Regions from separate parts of the Gossypium hirsutum genome. Here region 1 is linked to region 2. The links are chromatin contacts, called in public Hi-C maps. All regions are on one chromosome and are shown on one strand. Each heading gives the region's core, a stretch centred on a gene start, on an enhancer-like site or on the middle of the called end of the contact. The rest is flanking DNA. Distances are from core to core; before and after follow the strand shown. Region 1 holds the start of LOC107912781 (histone deacetylase HDT1). Region 2 holds the start of LOC107889042 (protein RETICULATA-RELATED 1, chloroplastic).

The links. A called contact is a pair of places that touch in the nucleus more often than the background predicts.
Region 1: a Hi-C map of leaf shows a contact between it and region 2, with 3 times the contacts expected there. The contact joins the promoter of LOC107912781 here to the promoter of LOC107889042 in region 2. A contact is called at or near these places in 2 of 34 Hi-C or Micro-C datasets (both in leaf).

Annotation. Positions count from the first base shown.
Region 1 is chrA09:64,596,646-64,602,730 of Gossypium_hirsutum_v2.1, reverse strand. LOC107912781 (histone deacetylase HDT1) reads left to right here and starts at 1,890. Exons shown (of 10, transcript XM_016841107.2): 1 at 1,890-2,059; 2 at 2,468-2,538; 3 at 2,617-2,828; 4 at 2,953-2,969; 5 at 3,051-3,104; 6 at 3,198-3,358; 7 at 3,554-3,604; 8 at 3,690-3,777; 9 at 3,910-4,021; 10 at 4,111-4,475. The coding sequence starts at 2,047. The coding sequence ends at 4,171. TRNAL-UAA (transfer RNA leucine (anticodon UAA)) reads left to right here and starts at 5,119; the gene lies at 5,119-5,201.
Region 2 is chrA09:64,383,962-64,389,950 of Gossypium_hirsutum_v2.1, reverse strand. It overlaps LOC107889042 (protein RETICULATA-RELATED 1, chloroplastic), which reads right to left and starts at 2,297. Exons shown (of 7, transcript XM_016813340.2): 1 at 1,611-2,297; 2 at 1,096-1,194; 3 at 617-837; 4 at 259-328. The coding sequence starts at 2,159. LOC107889043 (BTB/POZ domain-containing protein At3g44820) reads right to left here. Exons shown (of 4, transcript XM_041076423.1): 1 at 5,812-5,989; 2 at 5,408-5,477; 3 at 3,892-5,100; 4 at 2,669-3,811. The coding sequence starts at 5,858. The coding sequence ends at 3,191. TRNAS-GCU (transfer RNA serine (anticodon GCU)) reads right to left here and starts at 2,492; the gene lies at 2,411-2,492.

The DNA.
Region 1 (6,085 bases), core at 641-3,140, 210 kb before region 2:
ATAATCTAATATGACAGCTTGGAGGTCATTAAAACTATCTAAGGAAGTGTTTCCATCACATCGAACTTCTTTGATTAGAAGAATTCAAAACATCTTGGCACAAGAAAAACAATGGCTCTTACATTACATGCTTAGAGAGCAAAATTAAGCTACGAATTGCTTAGCCAAACTAACTTTGGTAAAAAAGAAAAATTGTAAAATTTTGACCTCCTTTCTACGATAGTACTAGATCTCCTACAAACAGATAAGGCAAAGGGTTTTCTTTTCAAAGTACTTCTATGTAATTAGTTAGATAATGTTTTACTTTCACAAAAAAAAAAAGAAGAAGGGAATTTGAATAGCACGATTGGTTATTTAAATTGGAATAGAACAAGAATTGAATAGTCTATTAGGTGGGAATGGAATACAATAATAACATAATATTATATTGTTTGGTTTGATAGAGTAATGATAAGGAATATACAAGGAATAGATTGCAAATGAAAATTTTACTCTTAGATAAAAAATTGTTTATTTATATTATTAAAAACTAATTAAATTATATTTTATAATAAAATAAAAAATTAAAAATATAATTATTTGTGGAATAGTTTACTATTTAATTTTAAAAAATTATATTTAAAATAATAGGTAAAATAACACAAAACATGATTAGCAATATAATAATTACTAATCTATAGAATTTTAATTTTAATATAATAGTCCCTAATACTTTTAAAAATTTAAAATTTAATTCCTTTACTTACATCAAATCCTAAAATAATACTAATGTTTGTACATACGAACCTTAAATATATCATTCCTATTATAAATTCTTGTAAATATATTACTACGTATTGAAATTTCTTGTAATTAAAAAATATAATTCTTACGTAAGAATTGCTTTCATGTAATAAATGCAATTTCAGTTCACTTAGAAATATTATTACGAAATTTATATTTTCTAAATCAACAAGTTTGGTATATTGGCCGTGAATTATTTAACTCCCTTTGAAATTTTATCACATATTTTATTTTTATTTTTTAAATTTCGAGATAAATTTTAAGACTTTATTCAATGTGTGATTTGATATATGAATTTTAATTTAATATAATTATATACATGTAACTTCGATTGTGGTTCAAATACATACATGAAACTTTAATTTTGATTCAGTCATACACATTTAAAGAAATAAATAATCAAATTTATTTTTATATTGGATAAATATAATTATATGTGTATGCAATATATAAACATAAAATAATGCTATATCAATAATTGTATTAATGATTTGTGAGAATTTGATCAAATCAAAATTTCGTGTATAAATTTACACATTAAATCATAATTTATGTATAGTTTTGAAATTTATCCCTTAAATTTTTAAATGCAATTTAAGGTCACATATCAAAATCTTAACTTTACTTGTGGAGTGAAAATTTGCTGAGGTGTCGGTCATTGAACGCGGCCAATTTTTTTTACCCAAATATTTTTTTGAACAATTTCATTATAAGTTCTAATATTTTTTTTACACAATGCCTAAAATCCATAACTCCTCCCAACCTATAAATAAGAGGATAATGTGTTTTAGTACATTTGAACTCACATCCTTCTGTATTGACAACAATACCCATACTAATCAAGCTAAAACTCAATTAATTTTTTTAAAACCCCAATTTTAAGTGCCAAACAACCTAGATAAAAGAGTGATATTGATATGGAGATATGAGGCCTAGTCTTTAGGTATTTGTAGATAGTTTTAGTGATGGGCTTATTATGGGCTTTACAAAACATATGGGTTGATCATAATTGGGTCAGTCCGAAAAGGAAGCCTTCACAAACAAATCCTTGAATATTGAAAAGAAATAATTTTTTTTTTAAAAACCCTAGAAATAAAATAAGCGGCAACTATCATATAAATTCATTTCGATTGCCATTCAATTCCACTCTCTTCTTTGGAAGGCGTGTTTTTACTCTCACCTTCTCCCACTCCTCGTAAAACCCTAGTTCTCAGACGCCACTAAAACCTTAGTCCTCTCACTCGTCTTTCATCATCCTCATCAATGGAGTTCTGGGGTAACCCATTCTTTCTTTTACTTATCTCTCTTCGATTTTATGTTTATGTTTCTTTTACTTTTTGAAGCTTTGATTTTTTTTTTAAAAAATTCTAATGAAATGATGCTAGCTTTCCCTTGGGTTTTATTTGAACTTCTCTCTTTCAATGGGAAGCTTGTTTTTGTGGCCGTGTTTGATTGGGTTTTGGGTTTACTGTTGTCAACGCTAATAGCATCAGTTGCTGGTTTCATTATTTGAGATTTATCAGTATGATTTGACACATGGTAATTATTTTGTCATTGGATGGTAGCTTGTTGAAAATGATTATATGCAAATTATATTTTTCAGGATTATACTTGAGACATGGACATATTGTTTTTATTTCAAATTGGGTTAATCAAATTGGATCATCTTTTATGCTACTATTAGGTATTGAAGTTAAAGCTGGACAGCCTATTAAAACGGACCCTGGTGCCAGTCATGTCATCCATCTTTCCCAGGTTGGAAACTGTCTAACTTGATGTTGTTATCTATTGTTGTTTGTCTAAAATCATCTGCTTTGTTGCCTTATGTTTTAGGCAACACTTGGTGAGTCAAAGAACAAAGCAGAGTCGGTTCCTCTCTATGTGAATGTTAATGGGAAGAAACTCGTTCTCGGAACACTTTCCCACCAGAATTGCCCGCAATTGTGTTTTGATTTAGTATTTGAGCAAGGCTTTGAGCTCTCTCACAACTGGAAAAATGGGAGCGTCTATTTCCTTGGTTACAGAACTTTTGTCCCAGAGGAAGGATATCCTTTTATCAATAGCAATTATTTTGTTTTTCTTTTTTGTAATAACCAAACTTATTTTTTTAATGTGAATTTTGCCTGTGAAATCTTGTGCTTCCTTGACTTCTATGCTGTTTTCTGTCACCTCTGATGATGAATTTGGTGAGTAATGGAATATATCTTTTGCCTAATTGCAAATTGCTTTAATCAAGTTTTTCTCATGCATATTATTCTTATATACAGATAGTGAGGAAGAAAGTAGCGAGGATGAGGAACTTCCTGTGGCTGCTGAAAACGGTTAGTTCTCTTTGTGTACTGGAATTTAGTATCAATAATTGAAGATTCTACTAATTTGCACTTTCAACCTGCAAACATTTTCTTCCATTACAGGAAAAGCTAAGACAGATGCAAAAACGGCTAATGCTGGGAAACCTGATGCTGTAAAACAAGCTGTCAAGATAACTGAACCAAGTGATAACAAGAAAAATGAGGACGATGATGATGATAGTGATTCCGAGGATGGAAGTGGTTCTGATGATGAAGATGAAGAGGTCCTTTTCTCAAAACTAAGCAAAACCATAATTTCATATTGAATGTTTTTCCTTTGTTCTGAGTGGTGTTTTGTTTGATATGACTTTAATTTTATTGTCAATGACTTCAGTTTGATAATTTTTAAGGATTTGTTTTTCTCTAGTTGAAGTAGTGATTGAGAAATTTGGATTGAATTTTTCTGTTCTTCTGGACAGATGTCTGTGGATGAAAGTTCAGATGATGAGGATGAGGAGACACCTAAGAAGGTACGTTTTGTGGGTTCTAACTGGTACTTGATTGTTCAATCTGACCTGATTCAGTTGATGTAAATTTATGTCTCTGGATTTCAAGGTTGAGTCGAGCAAAAAGAGACCGGCAGAAGCTGCAACACCTGTTTCTGCAAAGAAGGCTAAACCTGCAGCGACACCTCAGAAAACAGGTCTTTTCTCATAGTTCACATGAAACTCTGCCGTATCATATATGGTTTTGACATGTTTTTGGCAATGGTTTACCTTGATCTGGCATCCATTTCTTTAAGATCTTATGATTTCATTATTCCTTGCTCTTGCAGATGGTAAGAAGGGTGGTCACACTGCAACCCCACACCCATCAAAGCAAGCTGGGAAAACTTCTGGAAAGAGTCCAAAGTCTGGTGGTCAATTCTCTTGTGGATCTTGTAGCAAGTACTTGCCTATAACTTTTAGAACTGCTTCCAATTTTGTTTTGAATCGGTTTGGTTTCTTAACTAACTTCCTCCATTCACCATGAACAGGTCCTTTGGTTCCGAGGGTGGTCTAGAGTCCCACAAGAAGGCCAAGCATGGTGGCAAATGAGATGATATTACATGCTCTTATGTGCATGTTTAATTTTTGAGAGATTATGCTTTTCTTAGTAAACTGGTAGTTTATTGTCTAAAAAAGGCAATTGAGTCCCCTTGCTTCTGATTGAAAGCTTATTGTTTTGGCAAATTATATATTTAGGGTGTAATGTTGCGTATCTCAAATCGTTTACTATTTTAGTCGTGTTTTTTTTTTCTGGCATTAAATTTGATGTTTATGTTTTTGGAGCCTATAGAAGTTAAAACTTTTGTATTTTTTTTTGGATAACGAAATGTTGAATGGCAATGCTTATTCATCATATAGTTAACCATTAACTATTTCAACTGGTAAAATGATAATAATTTCATGTGGTAATGCAAAATGTGCTATCATTTTTAGGAATGCACAGCAAGCTTTAATGCATTCATTTTACTAAACGACTAAAGGATAAATATAATTGAAAGAACAAAGTAGTAGAAGAAAATCCGTATTCCAGGGCTTATATTGTATGAAGATAAATACATAATAGTAGGCGTATAAAATTGTAATATCCGCCACAACAATAACACATGAGAAAAGTGGCAAGCTATTGTCTTTGAAATGATTAATGCAAGTTACGGGAAATTAAGCTGCACTCCAAAGAAAAGGACATACCAAAAATTGAGTTATACTAAAATTTCTGACTGAAGAGTTAGAATTTTTGCATATAGAAAAAGGTCCATCCATGAATTACAAGCATCTGTTTTAGTTCCGATGGAAGACTGAGCAACAGTTATGATAGTAGTAATAGAACAATGGGTATGAACTCTTTGTACCTATTACAAACATTGCTCTGCCTGCCTGCCTGTCTGTTCTCCAAGGACTTTGTAATACTTGGGTAGAGAAAAATGGACATAAGATGATAGAAAAACCAATATACATAAGATTTTATATATGGGTTCAATGTTAAGTACGAACAGTCAGCTGGTTTGCCCGAGAGGTTAAGGGGGCAGACTTAAGATCTGCTGCACATAAGTGCGCGTGAGTTCGAACCTCACAGCCAGCACTAATTTTGATTGGCTTGTTTGAAGGACAGGGTAATTTTTTTTCAAGGCTACAAATTTTTTCCTAATAATTGTTTCTGTTTCAATAAGTTAATACTAACTAATTCATTTTGAATTTAACTTTTTGAAAATTTTGCATGAAGGGTGGATATCGGAGAAAAAGTAGTTTGTGGCAAATTTTTATAGTTTGTACTTTTAATATTATGCAATTTTAGTATTTTGATGATTTTGAATTATAGACTTTTATTTTGAGTTCATAATTTATTGATTTGAAAGGAATTGGAAGATTTAATAAAAGTTATTTCACGACTTAAGCATTAAAATGTTAGGAAGATATCTAAAAATGATCTGGAAGTTTGATGCAAAAATTGTCAAAAAACTTAAAAAAATTTCGCTCTATGTATTCAATGGCACTTTTGTATTTTCTCCATCATATTTTTTCCCTATAAATAGACATTATTAGGTTGAGAGAGGGATATAACCATTATTGGTTTTATTTTGGTTTTGTATTTTATTTTCTTTATGGGTTTTTATCCCTCTTTTTTAGTTGAAGTTTGATTATCTAAAGTTTGTTAGATCTAATTATTTTTAATCTTGTCTTTACTCTTTAGTATTTGCATATCTTTTGGATTAATTACAATTATTCAAATTTGTTAAATATTTGGTTGGTATTTGATAGCTTAGAACGGTTGCTTTGTTAATTAGAGATTTAGTTGATTGATTGATTTCTAATAGTTATGGCGACTGCGTGATTATTTGTGTAGAGTAGGCTGTGATCTAACTTAAATAAACTCTTATTATGTGTTTATTGGTTAGAATTGAGTCTCTTTTATTCTTAATGTTATTGATAGTTTAAATTCTTAAGCAATTGTTATAGGATTGTTTA
Region 2 (5,989 bases), core at 1,048-3,547:
CAGAAAATGTTCTTGATCCTTCTTTTCTTTTCCTTTTTTTTGAAGAGGAAAAAAATGTTACATTAACAGCAGAAGACACTGGCAGTGGAACCGTATGAGGAAATGCAAAGAGCTATGACGCTGCAAGAAAATGATACTCTACAACAATTCTCTAAGGGCTAACTAAATGAGACATCATCATTTAATCAGAACATGAAGCAATATCACCTCCCTGCTTCAACATTCCATATAATTCATTGATTACTCAGCTCTGGGTACCTTATAAAAATATGTTGCAATCCGTTGTTTCACTGAGAATTTACATCCTGGTCTTTCAGCTTCAAAAACACTGCAATAGCAGAACAGTTGACATTGTCTTAAAAATTATTTAAATCTGAGTAAAATATAAAGTTGGAACTAGATAGGAGGCAAGAAAAACACATAAAGCAAGAAAAGAGCAAAATTAAAATTTTTTGTTTTACCTAAAGAACAAATATCTCTAGCATGAAATCTACTGTACTATCAAACAGCGAGAGTATCTACCAATGAACAAACTCAAAGGAATACATAAAATTCAAACATGAAACTAGGAGCTCAGAATTTCATAAGACAAAAGCTGTTGTTATGTTATAATAACCTGCTAGGAAGAACAGAAGCAGCACGCTGGAAGCTACCAAATAATCCTCTGGATGCGGATGGTTGACCAAAACGAGCATATGGTGCTAACATACTAACCAAAGCAATGTCAACCACTATACCGACCAAAAGATCGGCAAAGTACAACTCAAACTCTGCCCAAAAATCCTTTCCCCTTTTCTTCATTTCCGCATATGTTGCGCAGCCAGAATCAATTACTATCTGCATCATGTCATCAAAAGAAAAAAATCAAAAGTGGAAAACTGAAGCACCAACCACAACTACATGCCCCTAAACTACAGTTAGGCTTATCATGCTAGTCACAGCATAATGAGGAGACAGGCACCAAGGTATATGGTTAATGTAAATAGTCACTTGGTAGTACATTCATAATGCCTTAACATGGTTATGAAAAACTTTCAGAAAACATTAACGTTTAGCTAACCCTGCGAATAAATATAAAAATGACACTCAACAAACCTCGGTTCCAACTTTGAAAAGAAATGAAGCATCAGCTAGCATTCGGTTCCGGAGCATAGAGCAGTATTTTATTAAAAAGCCAAGTGGCCAAACTGATTCCTGTCAACAAGGTAAAAGAAAAGTGAGAGCATAAGATAGCCTACTCATAAAAAAAATGATAAAAACAATTAACTGCTGCAAATGTAAAAGTAAAACAGAGGAAACTAACAAGAACCAACCCAATCTAAGCCATTTTTTATCCTTAATGTGCATTAGTATTCAATTGACCTAAACAAAAATTTAAAGTACTTTTTGACCCTAAAATACAGTTATTCCTGATTAAACACCATGATAAGAAATTGTACTATTACTCAATATCAAATGAAGCAAATTTCTCTATTAGTTGCTTGTGTAAGCAAATTCCTTAAAAATGAAGATTCACACTTTTATTTCAGTTTATTTTCCCTCCATTTTCTCATCAATCAAACAAAAGCAACAACAAAAAAAGAGTAAAAGTAAAAGCTTTATAATCCGACCTGCAAATCCAAGTAACGAAGAAGGAACAATTTCCGGATTCCATTCCTTTTCGCAGCTTCCATCATGTCTGGAGGCAGCTCCACTCCTCTAGCTTCCACTTCCTTCATCACATCCTCAAACTTCAATATTGGCCCAAACTCTCTTTCATCTTCACTGTCACCTTCACCGCCATCGCCGCCACCGAATGAACCACCGCCTCCATTATCTCCGCCGCCGCCGAAGTCATCTATCTGTCGATCACCGCTTCCAATCTCTAAAACCCTAGATTCATCATCAAAATTACCTTTTTCCCCTTCCAGTGAACCACTAATAGTGTTCCCCGTAGAATCCGGCCTAACGCAGCGAACCGAAAGGTCGCGGTTCGTGAAAGTTAAAACGAGCGTATGAACTAATACCGGTGAAGTTAATTTCAAACGAGATTCGATGCTATTAATATATTTAAGACAAGCGAAAGCTCTAGTCCCTATCACCTTATTCGTAGTTGTACAGTTAGCTCCGCCATTGGAGAAAGTTGAGACGTTGAAGCTTGGGGCTGATGAAATTGACATTTCCAACACGGAGACCGGAGATATAGAGTTGAAAGACGGCAGCGAAGCAAAAATTGGGGGGAGTAAAAGAAAGTAAAGAACAATAAAGCGGGCCTTGGAATTGACATTTGTGTTTGATTTTGAACTTCGAAACGAGACAGGGCTTCCCCGGAGTGATTGGAGTTCTGATCAAGTACTACGCGGGTAGAGGAAGGTATCGACGTGGCAAAAAAATAAAAATCTGATAGTGGAAAAAATTTTAAAATTTAAATCGTCGCCTGAGAGATTCGAACTCTCGCGGGTGAAACCCATGTACTTAGCAGGCACACGCCTTAACCACTCGGCCAAAGCGACGGCGTTGAATTGAGATGTCATATTTAAAATATAAAAGTAATTTAGACAATTTCTAATTTGTAAGTCAATAAAGATTTTGCTGTTTTTGTAAATCATCAATTTGGACAAAATAGTGTTTGAGTTCGATTTTCAGAGTTCAAATCGAAATTGAAAAGTAAACGTTTTCAGATAGAGAATGATTCAAGGTTTTCACAAACATTTATTCAAACATCCTTATACATGTGTGTATACACTGAATATTTAAATAAGTTACAACACTGGCCAAAAAAGCAAACCTATAACTTAGATTTACAGAGCTATACATGTAAACCAATGGAATCATATTTACTTCTATAATGGCACCAATACAGAAAATGTAGGGCTACACCTATTAACTTTCAAGCCTGTGAATTTTCAACATCCTAAATGAATATACCTATCCAATTTAATGGACTCAAACAAAGCTATTAAAGCTTCATATCACCTACAGATCACATGAAATCTTGACCATTCATGAAAATTATGCCCCTCCACATCAAACCTTAATGATCCCAAAATAAAAATCATGAATGGTGAAGATTTCAAAGTGTAAACACCAAAACTATAGGTGATATGAACCCCTTTTTTTACTATTTCATGTACAACACAAGAAAATCTTTTGTTAGGGAGTGACTTTTGAAAGAGCACCCACCTGCTGTTTGTATGTTGAAAAGATGATGTTAGCTTCCAAGTGTTAAATCTCGGAACAAGGATAAACTTTTTCGATGCCCGGAATGACGGGAAGAATGTGGTTGCTCGAATGATGGTCTTGGAGTTAGTCCTGTGCTGCCAACAACATCCGTTTGAGAATCTGAGGATTTTGAAAGAGGCTTGCATCCGAATTTCCCAGCAACTATACAGGGGGAACTGAGTGAGTTACGTGATTTTTTCACTTTTTTCATTTCTAGCTTTATTTTACTGACTTTGTCTTCAAGTTCTCCAACTCTAGACCTCATCCTTTCCATATCCACTTTTAAAACTTGATTTTCACGTACAATTGTCACCCATCCATCTCTTTGAACAATCCGCTGGCTGGTTTCACCAGTGGCAGTCACATTACCAGCTATCTCTGTTGGGGCAATCCCCTGACCCGTAGGAGCACTTTCAGCTTCCAAGACATTGAGACAACCAGCTAAAGCTGCTCTTAAATGCAATTGCTCGAAGAACAAGACTTGGAGAACAACTCTGAGTGGCAATCTTTTGTTTTGGGAAGCATGGGCACAGGCATCGATGGAGAGTTTCCCATAGTCGATGATGTTGCAAAGGACTTCCTTCTCTCTATCAGAAAGCCAAGGGTGTGCCTGCACAATGGTAATAGAAGTTAAAAATCTCAAAAAGGAAAGACTCCATTTAAATCAAAGTTGGTTCAGTAAAAAAGAACCTTGAAATAGATGTCAAGTGCTCTGTAAAGCCCATCGTGCAAAGTTCTAGAAGAGTCTGGAAGGACCTCTGCGAGGGAACGTATCTTTCCTGGTTTCAAATTTACATCAGAAGCAACTTCGGCTAGATAATTATCAATTAATCTAGCAACTTTTCTTAAGGGCTCAAATGATGGTGAGGATAAGAGGTCTAGTGATGGTGGGGAAAATAATGTTAACCCTGATTCGGATGACAAAAAATGATGGATGATCCGTTCAACACAATCAGTATCATATAGAGTATCCGAATTCGAGAAAGAAGGAATCAAAAGACCATCAAGGCTAGCCAGTTCGAGTTGCATTCCTATTCTCCTCTCCAAAGAATCCAGGCATGTCTGATTGACACCTAATATTGATGCAACACGAAGAAGTCCAAGTAAAAAACGGCAGAATGACTTGCCCTTCTTTTTTGGGAGAAGCTTTTCGATGTTTTCCAGTAAATCCCTTTGATCAACAGCAGCAGGAATCAAGCTAAAACTCGCGACTGTCCTGGCTTTGCTACTCGGTCTACTCTGCCATCGGCCCAGACCTGGTAGAAACTTTCTGGCATAGTACATTACAGCACCAGCTAGATATTCAGATCTAATACCCCTTGCTTCCATTGTTTTGATAAGTCTTTCAAACAAACCTACACTGAAATAAGAGATGTCTTCGAACCACCAGTCAGATTCTGCGCTTCGGATTTTTGCCCCAGTGTTTATTCCATTCCATAGAATGCTTCCACCGGGGCTCTGGAGGCTACCATACATCATCATGGGCCAACCAAACAAACTCGGATCTGTACAAACCATCGTAGATACAGCATTCAGACATTTCTGTAATATGTGGAGCTTTTCCGCCCTTGGCATGCATGATTCGCAACTTTGCAAAGCCAATACACAATCCTTCCAGTTGTGAAGTACATTTTTGTGGAAGAAACTTTCCGCCTTAGAAAGTAAATTATCTTCCCCATACTCATCTGTCATCTCAAGGTAGTCCGCTGCACAGTACACTGTTATTATATTTCTAGCTGTAAATTCCACCTGAATTCCATAGCAGAATTTTGCTGCAAACAAGAAAGTGTCGGAGCCACCAGGGAATTCTTCAAGCTTTGTGGTAAAAGTCCTATCATGGATACTTTGCATTTCTTCCAACATGCAAGCAACCTTTCCACATTTCGACATGAGAGGAAACTGCAGTAAAATATGATCATAAAGCATGACATTTTATTGCATAACATCACCATGTTGGTCTTACCTTAAGGTACAGTACAAAGGGGAAAACACAAGTTTATGACAATTGCATTTACCAGAACAATAGGAAAAGACCAAGCTGTTACAGAAAATATGATCATAAAGCTTAACATAACAAGTTGGTCATAGCTATTCAATTCTTAGGTCGAATTGTTTCAGGTGTAAGAGTAAGACTCAGAAGAGCAAGCATGCATGAAGGCTAATGCAACTATCCAAGTGCTCAATGAAAACGAAAATTTTGACTTACCTTATGAAGATGAAATTTTACACCATCCACAATAATGGTTATATCACTTGGCAGCCTTGCGTTATAAAGCCTGTACCCATAAAAACCAAATCACAAAACATACCACATTAACTCCATTGTAAGTGAATAATTTTGCTTATAGCTGCCAAAATAGACCCTTTTGTCTTTCTTCTATAAACCCAAAACTAGAAAAGAAGAAGCAAAACTTGATCAAGCCGCACAGAGGTTTAGCTTTTTTTATGCATTCATGAAATTAGATGAAAAATAAAGCAGTAGTACTTCAAATTCAGTCTCAAATTTGAACGAAAATAAGACAACCCAGATAAGAAAAAAGAGCAAGGAATTGTAAAAGAAGTTCAATTACAAAGATAGATTGGAGAGATAGAACAAGTGTTGGAGCTTACCAGTCATTTCCTTGTTTACAAAACCCAGAAAGCTTGGCAGGTGCCATGACTGAGAGAGAAAGGGGAAGACCCCAACTCTTGAATTGGGGTCTTTAATAAATGCTTTGCCCCTCACAACACGAAAAATCCACCAAAATCAAAATTTTAAAATGAAAAGCATAATAGTATTTATTCTAAT